2 separate regions of the Mus musculus genome follow, and region 2 is linked to region 1. The links are chromatin contacts, called in public HiChIP or PLAC-seq maps. All regions are on one chromosome and are shown on one strand. Each heading gives the region's core, a stretch centred on a gene start, on an enhancer-like site or on the middle of the called end of the contact. The rest is flanking DNA. Distances are from core to core; before and after follow the strand shown.

Evidence for each region. HiChIP or PLAC-seq counts read pairs in DNA pulled down with a chosen protein or histone mark.
Region 2: an H3K27ac HiChIP or PLAC-seq map of a colorectal cancer cell line shows a contact between it and region 1, with 8 times the contacts expected there. The contact joins the promoter of Aqp2 here to the enhancer-like site in region 1. A contact is called at or near these places in 16 of 39 promoter capture datasets (the C10 cell line, the HPC-7 cell line, HPC-7-derived erythroid cells and 8 more), 1 of 15 datasets of contacts at CTCF or cohesin (the NIH/3T3 cell line), 31 of 484 Hi-C or Micro-C datasets (8-cell embryo, the BV-2 cell line, the G1E-ER4 cell line and 16 more), 18 of 115 datasets of contacts at active chromatin or transcription factors (the 230-238 cell line, SST interneurons, VIP interneurons and 12 more) and 4 of 9 other capture datasets (adipose tissue, liver, macrophages and 1 more).

The regions. Positions count from the first base shown.
Region 1 is chr15:99,509,064-99,513,645 of GRCm38.p6, forward strand. Faim2 (Fas apoptotic inhibitory molecule 2) reads right to left here. Exons shown (of 12, transcript NM_028224.4): 8 at 4,286-4,323; 9 at 3,718-3,805; 10 at 3,433-3,528; 11 at 1,519-1,572. Among named protein-coding and RNA genes, the nearest start is that of Faim2, 17 kb to the right of the region's middle. Within about 2 kb of position 1,823, at least 35 of the 459 cell types and tissues checked have an H3K27ac peak or open chromatin away from gene starts, as enhancers often do. A contact at or near this core is called in the NIH/3T3 cell line, adipose tissue, a colorectal cancer cell line and 3 more, where this site is marked.
Region 2 is chr15:99,576,699-99,581,837 of GRCm38.p6, forward strand. Aqp2 (aquaporin 2) reads left to right here and starts at 2,358. Exons shown (of 4, transcript NM_009699.3): 1 at 2,358-2,814. The coding sequence starts at 2,455. It overlaps Gm34765 (a long non-coding RNA gene), which reads right to left. Exons shown (of 5, transcript XR_875660.2): 4 at 1,876-2,119; 5 at 1-82.

The sequences.
Region 1 (4,582 bases), core at 573-3,072:
CTCTACCCTGCCTTGACCCTTGTCTGACCTCACTTCTCTCACCTGTCATGTTCCCCTTGATACCTGACAGAGAGGATGACTGGATGGCTCTGCCCATCCTCTGCCCAAGTCCCAGCCAGGAGAAGTTCCTTCTCTCTTAGGGACCTCAGGGACTGGAAATGGCACCAAATAGGCACAGTGCAACTGAGGCTTGGTCCCAGATCTGACCGTTACTGACAACTCTGTAACCCTAGGGCTTCCGATGAAGAAGGTGCTTGGCTTTGCTTACTTTCAGACAGGGTCCCCTGTGGCCTCAAACTCTCTTAAGTAGCCAAGAATGACTCTGAACTTCTAATCCTCCTGCCTCCTCTTCCCAGATGCTAGTTTTATGGGTGAGTACCGCCATGGTGGGTGGGTGGAGAATGGATGAGGCAATTCTTACATCAGCGCTGTCTACCTCACGGGATACGTTGGACATTCTTTGAGTCTCTGGAATTTGTGATAAACCTGGGACTGTAGCTACTTAGTGTAGTTGAGCAAACGAAGAGAGAAAGAGAGAGAGAGAGAGAGAGAGAGAGAGAGAGAGAGAGAGAGAGAGATCCAGCCATTGATTCACTGGCAAGAGATATCTCTTTGCATGGCTTCCCATGATGTCATGGACACCTGGCGTGTCTCTTGGGTGTTCCTGAGGCACATATTCAGGTGCTTGGGGTCCACCTGACTCAAGGATATGTGGGGCTGCCTTGGGCAGGCATCTGTCCATCTTTGGCCACGTAGCCTGGGTATCTGCTTCTAGGCACTTTCCACCCGGCCTCTGGAACCAGATATCCAAGTTCCCAGCTTGATCCTACCATGTCCTAAAATGACCTCAATACGTTATCTGACATCTCTGGACTTCCTCTTCACTGTGATCGCAGAAGAGTGGGACCTATCTGCTAGGTGTGGTGTGTGAATTAAGAACAAAAGAGAGCCGGCTGAGGGACAGTGAGTGCTGGATAAATATTAGCTGAGCCCCAGGTGTGGTGCATGCCTATAATACCAGGCTCTAGACACTGAGGTGGGAGGATCGAAAGTTCAAGGCCACTTTGTTTATAAAAGACAAATAAGTATATACGTACGTAAAGAAGTGAATTAGCTATCACTGTTAACTGAATTTGGTAAGAACAGCAAAGAAAGAGGTCCTTCTGATGGAGACTTTCGCCAGGTATGGGAATCTTCCCAGACTGCTCTAGGATTTACTAATTTGGTCCCCACAGCCAGATATCCCTGTGCTCTGCCAGAATGACCCGTCTTCTTAGTCCTGGTCACCTAATCCCCTCTGGCCACCAGCTTCTACCCTGATGTTCTCCTGATGTTGCCCTGCTCAGAGAGTCTATCTTGGACACAAGACAGAATTCCCTGCCTGAGCACGGCACCAGCCCTACCCTAGGATGCTGCCGAAAGGTTCCATAGAGACCATAAGGAAGACACAGGGTGGAAGGGTCTGAGGAGAGAATCACAAAGCTGAGATGGTGGCCCCAGGAGCTGGGCCAAACTCACCAACGTGAACACACCCGCTCCCAGTACAGCATAGACCGCGTGGAGCCAGGGGACCTGTGGGAGAGGAAAGATTGGCTTAGCACACAGCTGGCTGGCGGAGGTGCCAGAAGTTGGGGCAGGGCTCAGTCCTGAGAATGGAAGAACAGGGGTAGCTCCTCTCTAAGAAGGCCGGGTCTGAGAGAGGCTGTGATTCTTGGGGAGCTCCCAGTGGTTCCCACAGGGGCTTCCCACAGACCTGACATGTCTTTCCTTGGAGCACAGCCCCAGGCTCAGGCTGGCCAAGTGCGACTCATCCTGTTTGCCAGTCATTCCCTCAGCCTGGGTCTGGCTCTAGGCTCCTCCTCAGGTTGCCAAATCATCCCTGCTCTATCTGGGGTCTGTCTGTTCCTCACAGAGAGCTCTCTGTCTCTGCCTTGGAAGCAAGAGCTCAGGTGGAGGGGCTGGAGAGACGGACGGCTCAGTGGTTGAGAGCACTGACTGCTCTTCCGAAGGTCCTGAGTTCAAATCCCAGCTCACAACCATCTGTAATGAGCTGTCTTCAGACACACCCCTCTTCTGGTGTGTCTGAAGACAGCTACAGTGTACTTACATAAAATAAATATATTATTTGTGTAATATAATATTTATAATATAATAAAACATTTGTATAATATAATAATAAATAAATCTTTGGCCCGGAGAGAGCAGGGCTGGAGTGAGCAGAGGTCCTGAATTCAATTCCCAGCAATCACATGATGGCTCACAATGGTATGCTCATAAACATAAAATAAAAATAAATTTTGGGAAAAAAAAAGAGCTCAGGTGGAAAAAGTCAGCCAGGGTGGGTATGGAAGTGGAGGCATCTGGAGTCTCTGCCAGAGGGCCATGATGGCCCTGCCTCTGGAGGCCAGAGCAGCACCTTTCCGGCCTGTGCTCACCCCCACTGTGAACGCAAACAGTCACAAGTATAAGGTGCATTACCCTTTGTGGATCCCTTCCAGAAACCTTTCTAGAAGGTTCCTGGAAACAAAGGCATCCCATCAGCTCAACGTGGGTCAATAAAGGGTGCTTTGAAGTTCTAGGACTCCTTCCTGTAGCCCCCTCCCATCCTAGAGACACAGAGGCCCCCAGGCCAGCTCTGGCCCCTCCCTTCGTCAACAGGATCCTGGGAAGAGCCAAGGAGTCAATCTAGACATCCTAGACTTGATGCCAACTGCCCAGAGGCTGGGGCTGGGCAGCATGGAAGTGTGTTAGAGGGGATAAGGAATACCCTCCAACCCTGGCAGACAAGAGGCCATGGGAGACCAGCTACCGGATGTGGCCGGAGAGAATATTGTTGAGTCCCTAATAGATCCAACTAGTTCTTTCCTGTGTTCTTAGGATTTGAACCACCTGTCACGTCTCCAATCTGTTCCCCAGCATTGGTGGCTTCAGCTCCTACCCAGTAGGCACTCCTTTGGGCAGGCAGGATGCCAATCGGAGTCCCTGGAAGAGCCCTCCGGTGGGTGGGCATTTGTGAGATGGGGTGGGGAATCTGCTCCTACGCCGCCGTGGTCAATTCCCCTCCTGCACGGCTAGCCAAATTCTGCCTCTTTGGACTTAGCTGGTCCCCCAGGAGTGCCCCTGAGCCTGCAGGACCCTGGAGCCACATTGTATCTTTCTCAGCTACAGTCCCCCTCCCCCATCCTCCACCTGCAGGAGATGGCCGGGAAAGTGAAGCCGGATGCGGCTCATGGAGCTGGGCAGGTGCCCAGGCCTGCCAAGAAAAGCCTCCTTGTTTGCTTGCCCATGCTGCTAACACACCCGGGGGCAGGTGCCAGGAGGGCCAGGGTGGCAGGCCATGAGGCTTTGGCCCTGGGTGGCCCTGCTGGGGTAGGAGAGCATGCACCTTGGGTTATCTCCACCTCCCTCAAGGACTGGTAGGCTGAGACTCACGTATTGGAAGGGCAGGAGGACAGCGAGGAGGAGTCCACTGAAGAAGAGGGTCATGAGCAGCACAAACAGCACACCCTGACAGGAGGTGAAGTCAAACTGCGGGGACACAGGGGATCGTCAGCACCGGGCCTCAGCAGAGACCCGCAAATTCTGCACTCACCCCCATAACCCAATGTAACCCCAATGTAGCATCCCCAGACCCAACTCAGGCCTCTGCCTCTCCTCGGCCCCACATAGACCCTCTGGCCCCCGTGCCCTTCCCTGCCTACAGGCTCCAGGGCTGACCTTGGTCTGGAAACTGAAGATGGTGACCGAGAGGCAGACGAGAGCCGTGATGACCAGGCACAGCAGCACAGATGTGGTGTTGTAGTAACTGGAGACAGGCAGGCGTTCATCAGTAGGATTCCTTCTCCCCATCCCTCCTTTCAGGGGACAGCCCTTTCCTGCCGGGAAGCTGACCTCATGACCCACGTTCCCAGGGCTTCCAGCTTCCAGGGCTTCTCTGTCACTCACTACTGGGGTGAAGCTCCCCAATAGGCAGAGCGGGATGAGTTTATGGTGGTGTATGAGGGCAGTCTACACCACAAGGAGCCCAGGGCTTTAAAGTCACTTCCTGGATGACATCATCTTCCTCGACACCATCCCTTACCCCAACCCCAACAGTCCGCTTGGGTCTCGGAGCCACTGGCCCTGTAGTGCCTAAGGAGGAGACATCGAAGCCAAGGCAGCCTGTCTATTTGGGTCCCTCCCCCATCCAAGAGCTCCCTGAAAAAATGGGGTTCATGGAGAGCTTCCCTTAGATGTGACCAGACCCTGGCCGCATGCCTACCTAGGCCACTCCTGTCCCATTTACCTGGACAGCATCCCAGTGAGGTAGGCCATGGACAGGGTCTGCAGGGAGATCAGGGGGCTCATGTTACCTCATGTGGACTCGGGGGCCCCAGGCACACTCAAGTTCTAGCCTGGGCCTCCCCCCCCATGCATATACATTATACATACACACACACACACACACACACACACACACACACACACACACACACACACACACATTCCCGACCGAGGCCAGCTAAGCAATGTCTCCCTAGCCAGCCTGCAGGCTCCTCAGGCTAGCTGTGCCTTTATCTCCTAGGCAGCCTTGTTCTCCCAG
Region 2 (5,139 bases), core at 1,108-3,607, 68 kb after region 1:
GTTGTTGTTGCTGCTGCTGCTGCTGCTGCTGCTGCTGCTGCTGCTGCTGCTGCTGCTGCTGCTGCTGCTGCTGTTTTCGGCACTGGGAATGGAACCCAGGATTTACTACCATGTCCTGGGCAAGTGCTCTTCCACAGAACCACACCTCCCGCACCGTGGAAATGTGGATGTATGGCAAAACCACACAAATTGGTGTGTGGTTTCCTGGGCTGTACAGAAGCAGCGACACCTATTATGGGTCTACCATGACGCCAGGTTGGTTAGAGGCGGTGCTGTTTAGGGTCAGAACCAGTGACTGCTGTTCTCATGATCATACACAGTGTATAGATCAGAAAGGGTGTGTGGCTCACCAAAGGTCACTCAGGAACTCGATAGTCAACGGTGGGTTTGGAACCACTGTCACAGTTCAGCTCAATATGGCCTGGGGGTTTTCCAGGTGCCCCTGAGCCAGGCAGGGACTGGGCACATGGAGGGTGGAAGATACTACATACAAGATAGTATGTATCATCAAGATAAAACATGATACATTCCCTGGGTATGGTAGACAGTACATACAAGATAGTATGTATCATCAAGGCCCAATCTTGATACCCTCCACCCTTTCTGGGTGTGCTATGGTTGAAGAAGAAAACAGAGTCACAGGTACCCTTCTCAAGGCAAGATTCTTCCACCCTCCCTCTGAGTCTTTCTGGAGAGCGTGGATTGCAGGGGTGGGGGATGGAAGTGGGGAGGAGGACCCTGAACAGGGAGTACTACCTGAGCCCACATCCCCAGAGGCTCCTCTGAGCTGGCCTCTGTTGGGGTCATGTATTGTTTCTTCCTCCTCATTCTTGTCTTTCCCCCTAATGGCAAGAGTTGCTAGTCATGTGGGGGTCGGGGTAAATGTGCATGGACCCGTGTTGTGTATGTGGGGGATTTTTGTGCATCTTACTACATTCTGAAAACAAATGTATGGGAGGGACATCACTGCCATTGCTGTCTGGGCGAGGAGACCAGGGCTCAGAGCATGCCTGGGGAGTGAGGGTGTCAGGAAAGCACTCCTCTCTAGGTTCTAGCCTGAGCTCAGCCACCACTCTTCTGGGGCACCTTGGGTGAGTAACAGGCCCTCCCTTGGCTTCAGTCACCCCTTAGTGTAAGTATCTCTATCCTACGATCATCGGTTTCTCCCACATTCCTGTTCCTTGGATTGTGGCTGGCCAGGAGGACTAGAAGCCCGCCATCTGGATGCACTGTAGGCCCTCCTGCCTTTGGATCCCCAAAGAAAGAAGAGGCGTAGGGTAGGTCCGTCTTCTGAGCCTCAACAGCCATCAGAGCTGTGACAGCAGTGGCCTTGCAGAACACTGACCAAGCTTAGTGGCACCAAGACTAGAGGTTACTAGCAGGCACCATGGCCTCCTTGAGCCTGGAGAGCTAGCTGCAACTCCAGAAACATCTTCCTCCTGTGGTAAGGGTGGCTCTGAGCTCGAGATGGTATCTAGAGCCTGTTGTAGCCTTGGAGACTCTGAGTTTGGGGGAGACCTGTTTGCCTCAAAATGCAAATAGCACTGAGCAATAGCTGACAAAACCTGAGTTCTTCCTGAGAACCAGGAGCCATATTAATGCAAATCTCTGTCCTATGAGATAGTTTTATTATCTCATGTACACAGGCAGAGCAGAACTGTCACATCTCAACGACATGAGTGTGTGCTGCAGAACAGAAACCCTCATGTTCCTAAGTTGACCTTGGTGACTCTATCACGCAGGGCTAGGGTCCCAGGGCCACTGAAGCCACCTTTGGCTCCAGGCAATGGGAGTTCCTCTCTGGCTGAGATTCCTGGGTGAAGGTGGAACATAATGACTTATGGGTGATTAACTGCAAGAAAGCAAGCCCAAGACCTTTTGCCTTGGAAATTTGTCCCAGGCCAGCCAGTTGTTTTCCATCCTCTTCCAGAAGAAAGACCATCCAGTCCGCGGAAAGGCAGCGCCCACATTTCCTCACAGTTTGGGGTAAGGCATTGCCCCTTCCTTGGCCAGCCTTTTAGTCAAAGAGAAGGTCACTGGACACAGCCTCCTCTGCAGGAACTGGTGCTGGTGGTCATTGTGGGGGCTGGGGCAGCCCTGAGGCAGCTCCATGGGGTAACTGAGGAAAAAACGAGGAAAACAGAGACGTCAATCCTTATCTGGAGTCCATTAATGAGGAGAACATTAGTCAGCTGTGAAAGCTAAGATGGGGTGATAGGCCTTCGGGTGGGCAGGAGCAGGGATGGGGGCAAGTCCGCCATGGGGGAGCACAGGGTTGGCAGGAACGCCTCCTCCACCCCACGTGCCCAGGTCTACGATAGGAAGGCCCTATAAGTGCCCACAGTCTAGCCTCTCCGGAGGCCCAGAGGAAGAGAGAAGAGAAAGAGAGAGGGAGGGAGGAAGAGCCACCCCCGTGGCCCAGACCACTGGCCAGCGCTCAGAAGGCCGAGCAGCATGTGGGAACTCCGGTCCATAGCGTTCTCCCGAGCGGTGCTGGCCGAGTTCCTGGCCACGCTCCTTTTCGTCTTCTTTGGCCTTGGCTCAGCCCTCCAGTGGGCCAGCTCCCCACCCTCTGTGCTCCAGATTGCCGTGGCCTTTGGTCTGGGCATTGGCACCCTGGTTCAGGCTCTGGGCCATGTCAGCGGGGCCCACATCAACCCTGCTGTGACTGTGGCGTGCCTGGTGGGTTGCCATGTCTCCTTCCTTCGAGCTGCCTTCTACGTGGCTGCCCAGCTGCTGGGGGCCGTGGCCGGGGCCGCCATCCTCCATGAGATTACCCCTGTAGAAATCCGCGGGGACCTGGCTGTCAATGCTGTGAGTAGCCCGAGTTTCATCCCTTCTGGGAGGGGCAGACACTGAAAACCCTTGTGAGGGGTGAGGTGGGTGGGACAGACTCTGAGCAGGGGGGTGGGGGAGTAAACAGAGAGCCGAAGGCCAGGAACACAGCTACCCAAGGAGAGCAACAGAGTCACCCGGAGCATCGAGTGTGGGGCCTTCCACCCAGCACCACCAAGGAAAAGCAGCCTCGGTTTCTGTTAGACTCCATAGGAGGACTAGGCTAGACTGTAGCAGGACACAGCAACCTAGCACAGACAGGCCTTTGGGCCCTCGGGGACTCCAGGGAGCAGCGGCAAGGATCTAGAGAGGAAGGGATGAGACATCCCAGCAGCACTGAGCATGGGAGGACTGGATAGGGCCCCTCACAAGGCAACTGCTGACAGCTCTGTGTCTGGGGGCAGGTTCCAAGCAGGGAGCGCCGCTAATCCCCCAGACCCTGATTCAACCACAAAACCCATAATCTCTGCCTCAACCAACTATCTGAGGTGCCATATGGGCTTTGTCTCACCAACCAAGAAGCAGACTTGGAAAGGGAGACGGGAGATCAGATGTGCTCATGTGTTAATATCGGAAGTTCCAGAACCTAGCAGAAGCCTGCTGGAAGAGACTCTTGGAGTCTGCCTTCCTGTTATAATGGTGAACAGCACCTGGGGCACTTTGAGAGTTGAGGGTGAAGCCCTGGTCTCCACGCTCTGCAGATCTAGAAATCTGGGGACCCCTTCAGCACAGCACGCACTCTGTACCCCAAACCAGGAAAGCAGGTGCCTCTCAGGCCTCCTCCTTGTCCTTCATTTCTCCCCTGCCTCAATCCCTTGGCCCTGCCCACACCCCCCTCTGCACGTGGCTTTGCTCATGAGAGGGACGGAGGCCCTCGGGTGAGTGAGCACCCTTTTCAAAAAATCAGAAACCATGGTGAGGCTGGACACCTAGAGCCAAAGAGGAACAAGGGGCCTGCTGAGGGGTGGAGTGTTAGCCATGTCTATTAGAAAATAAATGAGCTTGTTTTACAACAGGGAGACACGCAGCTAGTCAAAGAACCCCCTGAAAACATACCGTAGGCTTTCTCTAGCAGTAAGGTGCTGGGAGCACTAAAGCCCTGGAGAATAGCCACCCCTGGTTCCCCCACCATATCCGAGCCTACCCAACCCTCAGCACCAAAGGCCGTTTCTCTGCATTGACCCACCTTAACTGGTAGAGGGGCCCCTGCCTGTCTGGAATAAGGCATCAGAGGGCCCATTTGCCCTGAGGCTAGTCAGAGACCAGTCAGGTGTTCTCTGAGGATGCTATCAAGAGTCAGTTTGGACCCCAGGAAGCTGCCACCAATGGATAGCGTCCCTGTGCCAAGCCACATACTATCCTATCCTTGGTAGACCACTGTAAGTTTAGTTCTGAGGTCTCCCCTTCCCTATATGGTTTTAATCCAGCATTCAGTAGATGCAAAGCATGGAAGCAATAAACAGTATCATCCAGGGACAGCCTGGGGTTGTGTGACACCAGACTCACACCTACACCATCAGTCTCTGAGCAGCATTGCCAGCAAGAGTGGGGCTAGAGGCTTGTCCTTGTCACCCTCGGTCTTCCAGGATTGGTTTTATTGTCCACATTTGTGCAGAATGAGACACCGAGACCACAGCAGATAGACTCCTCGCTCTAAGAGGCTTGTAGCAGAGTAGAGGCCGATGCTAGACCCCAGAAAGACCTTGAAGCACCATGCAAGGAGCTCAGGACCTAGAGGAGTGTGGGAGTTGAAAGTTGTCATCGATCCACCCCGTGCAGTGCTCAGTCCCAGAGGGCAGGGTGTGGGGCGCAGGATGACAAAACCCGGAGAGAAATGCAGCGCTGGGTGCGGCCAGGTTATGAAATGGCCTCTGAGCTCAGCCCCAAATTCTCTTCTTTTCTGCGGTAGGGGCTAGAGGGACGGTAGGTACCCTATGTGGGTATGGAAGCTCCGCCTTCAGCATCCTCAGCCTCCACAGGATATTCAGGGAGCAGCCATGGGGACAGAAGCAAGGCCTGAATGCAAGGGGTGGAGGGGAGACAGAGAGAGCTGAGGGGAACAGACTATAAGTTCCTTGACCACGGGACCACAGAAAGATTGACAACCCCCACCCCCAGCATCCTGTTGTATCAGTATGACCTAGAGATCACACTAGACTTTCTACAACCAGGTTCAAAGCTTCCAGCTGCGTTAGGAACCTCTTCCCAAAATCTGAAACATGATATCTCTTCCCTCTCACAAACCTCTACATCCTCATCTGGGATGAGGTTCTGGGATCTACCTCCCTGCCTTGGGCTGTCCCT